3 separate regions of the Gossypium arboreum genome follow, and all the other regions are linked to region 1. A link is a contact called in public Hi-C data. All regions are on one chromosome and are shown on one strand. Each heading gives the region's core, a stretch centred on a gene start, on an enhancer-like site or on the middle of the called end of the contact. The rest is flanking DNA. Distances are from core to core; before and after follow the strand shown.

Region 1 (3,028 bases), core at 433-2,932:
TTTCATGATTTCTTGGTGCTTTTTTTTTTTTTTTTGCAATCTCTGTTGATGAAATTAAATTTTTTAGCTATTGGTTGATTACTTTTATTTTGCATGCATTTACGTTAATATTATTTGTTAGGACAGATAAATTTAAGGTTAATGTCGTAAGAATAGAATAAAACAAGAAGCCAATTTAATTTTCAATTTGCGGTTCAATTGAACAATTCAATCACTTTAAAAATTAAAATTAATTCAAAAAGTATTAGCAAATGCTAGAAATAAGAAGAATTAAAAATATATATTCACAAACAAAACAAAGATAAAAAGTCAACGGAAATATAATTAAAAACTTTAATTTTTAAATGCTCAATTTTTATCTTTTATCTGTTCAAAAATGTATGATTATTTTCAATTACATATCATCAGTTCAATCAGTTGGACCATCAATTTTGATTCAATCGGTTCAATATAGCTCTAATAATATTAAGATTTTAACAAAAAAATAATACTAGAAAATCATTGTCTTAAAAATGAATAAATAAATTTGGATAATGTGATGGACATTATTTTTCTCATTTGCATACATTAATGTCTAATATGATATATAAAAAAAGTATACTATGATTTAAGAATAATGTTATAGATATATTTGTTGAAGTATCATATACTTGCTTGGTAAGGTAGATTCAACTAAATTTAGATTGAGTTTTATTTAAGGTTTTTAAGTATAAGTTCAATTAGGTCAGATCCAAAATATTAGGTAATTAATAAAATTAATTTAATTTAATTTTAAATAAATTTCAATTTTAATCTTTTATTTTTATTAAGAAAAAGTAAACTTTTATATAAAATTATAGAAAGCAATTGAATTTAACTTCATCCATAAATAGATATGATAATAACTCACACTCTTTATTATTATTTAAAATTTTCTTTAAGAATTGAACAAAATTATTTTTCTTTTAAGTTTGTTAAATTCATTAGGTGGGTCCATTAATCCAATTTAAGCACATATTCATTATCCTACAGAATTATAATTTTGCATTAATGTAATATTTATAGGTTTAACTATGAAATTGACCCCAAAATTATATTAATTTTCTCAATTAAGTATCAAAAGTTTTTATTTATTTATCAAAAGTGATATATAGACTATTAATTTCGTTTCATTATACTTAAAACGTGTATGACGTCCAATAAGAATATGTCAAATGTTGCATTCTTATTAATAGATATAGTGTTTTGAGGTAAAATGAGGCAAGATTAATAATTTAGTACTACTTTTGTCAAAAAAGCAACATAATTTGAGGGTTAAATTTGTATTTAAGCCATATTTACATGATCACATTTAATGAAAAAACTAAATTAAAAAAAGGGAATATACTCTTTTCTAGACAAAATTTTTCTTTATAATCCAAGTGGCAGATTTTGAGTGGCTCACGGTTGCTCCCCTGTTAAGCACGGGGCCAAGTACTCCACCTGAAAGAGGAACAAAATCAAAGAGACACCACTGTCTTGTGGAACCCACTACATCTCTACCACCACCTTATCCAATCATGTTCTTACACGTCACAACCAGACTCCTCATGATAAAATCACAATCATTCCCTCTCAACGTGGCAAATTATAATTGGTTACAGTTCCTCATAACACCGAATCTCCCGCAGTTAATTAAATCCCCCAAAAAACAAAATTTTAATCTTTCTGAAAGAGAGTCAAAGAAACAATGACCAGTGCAAAATAAATAAACAATTAATTAAAAAAAATAAACACTGGAAAGCAGAAAGTAGAAACAGATCCAAAAAATCTTTATTTAAAAAAAATCTTAAATTTCTTGAAATTCTTCAAATCTAAAAAGAGGAAAAAAAAAGGGTAGTTGAATTTTACTGTTATCAGCTTTTTATAGCTGAAATTTGTTGACTGTGCCACAATTTGTGGGACTTAAGTCTTAATTTTTTTTAAAAAAAATCATTGCAAGCTTTGCTTTTTTTTTTTTTTGGGGGGTCATAAAGAAAGTTGGGTCACACACATTTCATTACTACATTCTCTGAATTAATCTCTCAGAAAACTTTTTTTAGGGTTTTGTGTTCGGATGGAGACAAAGTGTGAGAAAATGTGGGAATGTGAGGGGAAGGAAGAGGAGATATGAGTGAACTATGGGGTGTGTGTTTGGGAGAGAGGTTTCAGGGAGACCGGTAGGGAGGGAAGAAAGGAAGAGAGAGGAAATTGGTAGGGTTTCCAAAAGGTCGGAGAAGGGTGAAGAGGTTGTTAGAGATGGAAGTAACAGCCAGAGGGTGGAGGAGGAGAAGGCGGAGGAAGAAGAAGCAGCTGCTGCCGCCGCCTTTGCAGCTAAAGCAAGAGCGAAAAGGAAGTCTTCACGGCCAAATCCACGGCTGAGTAACCCACCCAGGCACGTCCACGGCGAACAAGTCGCCGCCGGCTGGCCATCTTGGCTGTCGAACGTCGCCGGTGAAGCCATCAGCGGCTGGACTCCTCGCCGTGCTGATTCTTTTGAGAAGATTGATAAGGTGCCTTAACTTCTTCTCATAGCCTCATTTATGTATTTATTAGTAGTATTTTGCTCCTATGTAATTACTTACGTAGCTTTGTGAATTTGATTGTTTAGATTGGTCAAGGAACATACAGTAATGTGTACAAAGCTAGGGATACTTTGACTGGGAAGGTTGTTGCATTAAAGAAAGTTCGTTTCGATAATTTGGAGCCGGAAAGTGTTAAGTTCATGGCTAGGGAGATTAAGATTTTACGTCGATTGGATCATCCTAATGTGGTAAAATTAGAAGGATTGGTGACTTCGAGAATGTCATGTAGTTTGTATCTTGTATTTGAGTATATGGAGCACGATTTGGCCGGACTCGCTGCTAGTCCGGCTATAAAGTTCACCGAGTCTCAGGTAAAATAAATACTTTTTCGTTTTTATTGCTTATGCTGGTTTTGAATTAAGTTATGGATTTGATTTCTGCTGATATGGACAGGTAAAATGTTATATGCATCAGTTGTTATCGGGGCTCGAACATTGTCACAACCG
Region 2 (3,120 bases), core at 305-2,804, 630 kb before region 1:
CCATTTCATCTGCTAGAATTCCGTTGATACCATTCTCATACAGTCGTATAAGCCAATTTAAACCAGCAAGTTGGTAGTCCCTCATCTTTCCCTGAATACCTAGAGATACAGAGATGGAGAAATGAAAAAAGTTGAACTGATTTCTCCAACTGATAGGTCTAGGTGAGCAAGAGAGAAAGAACTTACAAGAAGGCTGAGCCACCAATCTAGTATTTCCAGACAAACCATCTTCTTCCTCCTTCAAACACTCTTCATCTTCTTCCTCTTCAGTTACTTTTGAAGCATGACGGCCCCTACATTAAACAATTGGTGGAAACCATTACTAGAGAATGTCTAAGTCAAAACAACTTTAATATAAAGTAGTTCCAAAAAAAAAAAAACAATGAAAATCATCAAAGCCAAATGATAAAAAAAAAAATGCATTGTTTACAACCAGCAATATCATAAAAACAACACAAAAAAGGATAAATCGCGGATTTCAACATATTTTGCAGTATATATTCTGTACCTTCCTTTCACCTTCTTTTGTGATGAAGATTGGTCACCTTTAGCAAAATGAGCAAACAACTCGGTTTGCTGCAAAAGATACTTCAAACGCCCCTTCCCCCTATTATTCTGCCACAAATCAAGCATTACAGAACCATCAATTATACTTAAAATAACTGAATGTGAACTTTTCTATAGAATACACACCATATCGGCATCAATGGCAGCATTCTGAGCGTCCAATATTTCCTGAACCTTCTGCTTCTTTAGCTTCTGCATTTCTTTTAACCTTTCCTTTTCACGCTTACTAACTTCTGGATCATCACCGTTAGACTCGTCCTACAAAAAAAAAAATCATTTAGATAGGAACATTAAAGTTGAAATTAAGCTTCCCTAGGAGCATAATTCATTCTAGAGTGTACAAACTAAAAGTTTAAAAGTAAAGTTTTTCAATCATTAGCAAACCCTAACTATAAACAACAACCAAAAGGAAAAAATTTTGAAAGCAAGATAAAGAAGTTGATAAGAGGGGGCAAATAGTAAAAGACCTCATCGGCGATTTCTTCAGGGACGGGTTCATCGTCTTCGTCGGAAGCGGCGTCGGAGCATGCAACGGCTTCGAGCTCTTCGTCGTCGTCGTCTTCCTCCATCCGGTCGTTGATTCGCTCATCTTCAGAAGAATTGGAGCCGTTGGATAGGACTTCATCAGACGACGCCGGCTTCGACGATTTCGCCATCACTTTGACAGATCGAGGGTTTCTTCTTTCTCTTTGTCTTCTATTTTTCGTTCAGTGAAAGAAAAAAAAAGAGTGACTGTATAAAAGGCCGAATATTTATTTGTAAGGGAAGTTATGGGGTGCAAAATAAAATTGAGAGTGAAATAAAGTTGGTAAATTTGTGGCCGTTGGATTTGGAGATGGGGAGATTTAATGCTTTGAAGTGGATTGAGTGTCAATTGAGGAATTTCCCGCCAATTAGAGAAACCACGATTTCCCGCCTACTTAACCCGCTGGCTGCCTACCTCAGGCCTCAGCGTCGTCGTTCTCGGAGTTGGCAAAGTTCCAACCCTTCAATTCACCGATTTGAGTTGCCATGTTAAAGTTTTTTCAAAATCGATTTATTAAAATTCAATTTAATTTGGATTGAATTTTAAAAGTTGAATAGAATTAGTTGAATTAAATTTTCATAATAATTTTCTTTTAATAGTTTTCAATAAGATTTAAAATTCTAAATTGCAATTCATTTCATGAACATTTTTACATGAACACCATGATTGAAGATTACAAAGACAATATTCTTTCTTTAAAGGAGAACATAGTATGTTGATACAAGGCCCAATAAAGGAGGATATAGTGGTGAATCAGTGACGGTCGGTTCACCTAGAAAGGAGAAGAGTAAAAAAGAAACAAGAGAATAGATTAACTAAGGTGAAAGATGAGAGGTTTGCTCAAAGTAACTTGAGGGTTTCAAAAGGTCAATCTTTTTTTTCATCGTTGTAAGGGTATTTATAGGTAAGGTACTCATGTCCACAAGTGTGACGTGGCAGGATAAATACTCAATCCTACAAGATGCGTAAAAGATATTTATGGGCGTGAAGGGTGTGCACCGTAGGGCCCATCTTATTATGTACTCGATTAATACAATGAACTTATGCCTAAACAAGCTCCTTATTGAATTAAGAGTGTGTTCACACCTAAAAGCAGGTGGTATTGATGATGAAAAGGTGTTACAACTCCCCAAGTTTAGGTGGGTGGCCAACTAAGATACTATCTTAAATGGAGTAAAAAAGGAAGTCAACTTTTTTGCCACGCTGACACGTGTCTATGTAGCGAAGGGGTATAACAATAGTCCTCTAGTCGAACAAGAGGTTATACAATGGCCTTTCTTGAGATATTCATCTATGTAACTTTTTAAAGAAGATGAAAAATGCTTCCCCTTACCGTGGAAAGCGAAGAGTTATTGCATCTATTGTAGAAGTTTCATCATAAATTTGATTATGTTTAGGGAGAAGTGACCATGATGAAAGATGTTTGACACGGTACATGGCTAGATGCCATTGGCCATGGCCTTCGAGCCCAAAACGGTGCCTTTATGAAATCTTGTTAGAAAAATCTATAAATTTGGGTTCCAATCATCTATGAAGCCATTAATGTTTTCTTGAATTCTTACATTTTCTTAATTTTTCTTTAGTTGTTGCCAACTTCAAAGTTTAAGGGTTTTCCATATGTTTTGCTTTCAACTTTTCGTTTGTTCTTTTGCCATTTTTGCCACAAGAATCTACAATGGCTAGGGGTCAAAGGTTTATAAGAGAGAGAAGGTCTACAATGAGCTAACCATCACCTCCACAGCCAAGGGACAGGTTTTCTGCCACCTAAGATAAGCGATTGTGATGGGTACAACCTCAAAAAGGGAAAACTCATTTGTGAAATGAGCCTTGGATGAATAGAATGCTATTGGTCAATTTGAATGCACCACCATTAAACAACAAATGTAAAGGGTGTTGAGGTATAGAGTGTCACACCCGGCTTCCACTGAAACTGGAAATTAAGAAATAATTAAGGGGTTACATTAAAAGAAGCCATAAGTTGGCGATCTCTACTGGAAAATCAAGAGAAGATAGTAACCAATTTAGGA
Region 3 (3,152 bases), core at 509-3,008, 940 kb before region 1:
CAATTCTCGGAGTTCCCTGATGAATTAATAACAGGGGCAGGAGGACAGTGGGATTCAAGTTCATCAGAATGATTAACAGCAAGCATAGCAGACTCAACCTGAAACACATTTGAAGGCTTTAGCAACTTATACACGCTATGTTCCTTGGACTCTTCATTTTCTTTAAGTACTCATATTGGAGGCATGGGGAGATGAACTCCAAATATATGAAAAAACATAGAAAAATCTAACCATACGATAATGTATGCATAGCCATATCCAACACACCAAGACCGAGTAATATATTATACACATGCCGACTGTTACAAAACAGAAATTCAAACATGTCAAAAGCCTCACATTTGAATTGTTGCTTTGTTTGGGCGGTCTCATAGGACTTTTAATTCCATTGGCGGACTCTGAAAGCTGTACTTTCTTCACTCTAAATCAACACAAAAATATACTAAAAATAAGTGAACAATGTTCAGCAACAAGAGGTCTTCTTCATGAAAACAAAAGATGTGGGATTTGGGGAAATATTTAATCAAGTTTGCATCCTTTATCCACCAAGTTTCTTTATTGACATAAAGGTAAAAAGAACATAAATTTTAATAAAAAATAGAAAATGATATATATGGGAAGAAGAAACTGACCTGCCAAGCTTCATGCGTCTACGAGAAAAGCTAAACATTTTCACCAAAGCAAAGCAAAACTCTTTCAATCAAAAACCAGGAAATAAAGCCCTAAAATTTCCACAAAAAATGAAGCTACATTATCATCAAGGAAACAGCGTAAAACAACAAAAAAGCCTAACACTTCCTTTATCAAAGTTCTGTTTTTTTATTTTTTTTTCAAATAAAAACAAAGTACAATCGGGTCATATGTTAAACCTGAGACAAAAAGGTTTGACCTTTAAACTTGGACTTGAGCTGTTTGAGAATAAAAAAAAGGAAAATGAAATAAAATTAATTGGCCATTGAGGAAATGAAGGTAGATGAGGAAGAAAGTAGTTGAAGCATTAGCTTGGGAGTGTGAAAGAACACTAAGAAGGTGCACATTGAAGAAGTGAACTGTACTTCTGCAAATAGTGATGATAGAGAGAGAAAGACAAAGTACCGGGTCGTCTTGTCCTGTTGTGTTTTGTTTGATTTATGAGATCCTTTGCCAAGATTTGCTTTGGAAGGTCCCTCTAACAACCTACAGATAATAGTGGTAGCTAGCTACTTAGCTTAATACAAAGAAAACTAAAACTATGTAATAAAAACTTAAATTACAATTAAAATGGAAACAAAAGAACTTACTTTCATTCCAACCACCCATTTTCTTTTCCAGTTTTTACTATTTCCATGCGGGTGACTAAGGAAGAGTGAGAAATAACATGGGAAATTTGAATAAGTTTCTGTGTCAAAAAAGATGGCAAAAATAAAGAGACCATGTTAAAAAAATACGTGTAGTTTTGTTGTTTAGTGTAAAACTTTGATGGTCGAGCCTCGAGGCATTTAATGGCGAGCGGCAGTGGGCTCCATTACAAAGGATCCATCTCTCTCGGGAATTGCGTGCCGCTGCCATCACTGCCTCTGCCTGCTATAACTTTTCATCACACTGTACCATCTTCTCTCTATACTTTACAACAATACATTATCAATCCTGGCCCATTTACTCCAAAAATTTTGCAACCCAAATCCATTTATCTTCTTCGAAATGCCCATTTATATGCTTCACAATTTATATGCATGGTACCAACTCCCAAGTATTATTTTCACAAATTTTCGCTACAAATATTAATGCTCTTTATTTTATATTTGTGAACTTAAAATTTTTCGAGTCTACTTATATAATAAATTGTTAATCCAAATTTATTCATTATTTTTAACTTTAAAAATATATTTATATTGTTTTTAATTTAGTATTTAGTATTTTTATTTTTTATTTATAAAATTTTATATATAGATATCATAACATTTTTAAATGTTTATATTAAAGTAGTATATATTACAAAGTTAGAAAATGAGTTGGGCTAGACTTGAGCCTTGATTATTTTAATCCAAGTCTAATCTATATTTAAATTAATCTAATTTTTTCAAGTCAATTTTAAAATTTAATATATTTTTAAAATTCTCTCAATTTTCAAAGGATTCTTTACCGTTTGTTAGAAAAAAAAGATTAATGTAAATGTAAATCGCAACTTTTATTACTCAAAAACATAATTAGTACATTACCAAAAGATAACATACCCACTCACTAAGAGAACTCGTTAATTAGTAGTGCTCACTGTTAATTAGACCTGAAATCTACACTTTCATGGATCTAATTTATGTGATTATATATAATAATATATAATAATCACAATTTTATTAGTGCCTTGGCATGCAAGTTAGTGGATTAATTTTTGAATTAAACCCAAAGTGCCCCTACTCTTCTAAGCCTTGGAATTAAGGCTCGATTAAGATGAAGACTCATGACCTCATTAGCTCCACCAACGAATTCTCCACCAATGAAGACGGCTGGAACAGAAGGGTTGCAACTGAGCCTCGAAAGAGTTTGTTCGATTTCACGTCCTCTAGAAATCTCATCGAGTTCGTGAACCGCAGGGTTGACACCAAAGTCGTAGAAAAGGGTTTTGATGGTGTGGGACATGCAACACGAACTCTTGCTGAAGATCACCACTGGCTTCTCGGATGCCAACTTTGTCACTCTCTCCATTTGATATACTATGCGGAAAACAATGCCAAAAGTTAGGACGGGTTTTGCAAGTGAGAGGCTAAATGTATAGCTGTTGTTGAGATTGTGAAGTGCTTTGAATGCTCAACACCCACTGGTTTATATAGGGTTTTTGAGGAATCTGGTGGTGTTTAGTCGGCAAGAAAAGCAAGTTTCCCTTTTTTGTTGGAAATGAAAATGAAAAAATAAAAGGAAAACATCAGAAAATTGTTCGATTAGATCATAAAATAAAGCGATCAAATGCTGAACAAAAAAGAAGGATAGAGCAGCATCACGAATCTTTCTTTGCATACGGAATTGGTGTCCTTTGTACGGTGAAACGTTATAATTTTTACCAACTTTCATCGTTTTATTCATATTTTTCTTGGTAAAAAATTACTATGGAAATATTTATATAATAGAAGTCAGATTGCATTTTATCTATTCTACTAAAAAATGAGTAAATTAGTCCT

What was found. A called contact is a pair of places that touch in the nucleus more often than the background predicts.
Region 2: a contact with region 1 is called in a Hi-C map of leaf, with 6 times the contacts expected there. The contact joins the promoter of LOC108450009 here to the promoter of LOC108458074 in region 1. A contact is called at or near these places in 2 of 5 Hi-C or Micro-C datasets (both in leaf).
Region 3: a contact with region 1 is called in a Hi-C map of leaf, with 4 times the contacts expected there. The contact joins the promoter of LOC108455619 here to the promoter of LOC108458074 in region 1. A contact is called at or near these places in 2 of 5 Hi-C or Micro-C datasets (both in leaf).

Annotation. Positions count from the first base shown.
Region 1 is chr10:101,964,746-101,967,773 of ASM2569848v2, reverse strand. It overlaps LOC108458074 (probable serine/threonine-protein kinase At1g54610), which reads left to right and starts at 1,682. Exons shown (of 7, transcript XM_017757319.2): 1 at 1,682-2,510; 2 at 2,609-2,893; 3 at 2,976-3,028. The coding sequence starts at 2,139.
Region 2 is chr10:102,592,899-102,596,018 of ASM2569848v2, reverse strand. It overlaps LOC108450009 (ISWI chromatin-remodeling complex ATPase CHR11), which reads right to left and starts at 1,554. Exons shown (of 25, transcript XM_017747427.2): 1 at 1,035-1,554; 2 at 694-825; 3 at 509-615; 4 at 187-293; 5 at 2-99. The coding sequence starts at 1,223.
Region 3 is chr10:102,907,155-102,910,306 of ASM2569848v2, reverse strand. LOC108455619 (acyl-CoA-binding domain-containing protein 6-like) reads right to left here and starts at 1,758. Exons shown (of 17, transcript XM_053020602.1): 1 at 1,281-1,758; 2 at 1,096-1,176; 3 at 633-722; 4 at 340-421; 5 at 1-98. The coding sequence starts at 670. LOC108486522 (monothiol glutaredoxin-S2-like) reads right to left here and starts at 2,804. Exons shown (of 1, transcript XM_017790619.2): 1 at 2,149-2,804. The coding sequence starts at 2,682. The coding sequence ends at 2,374.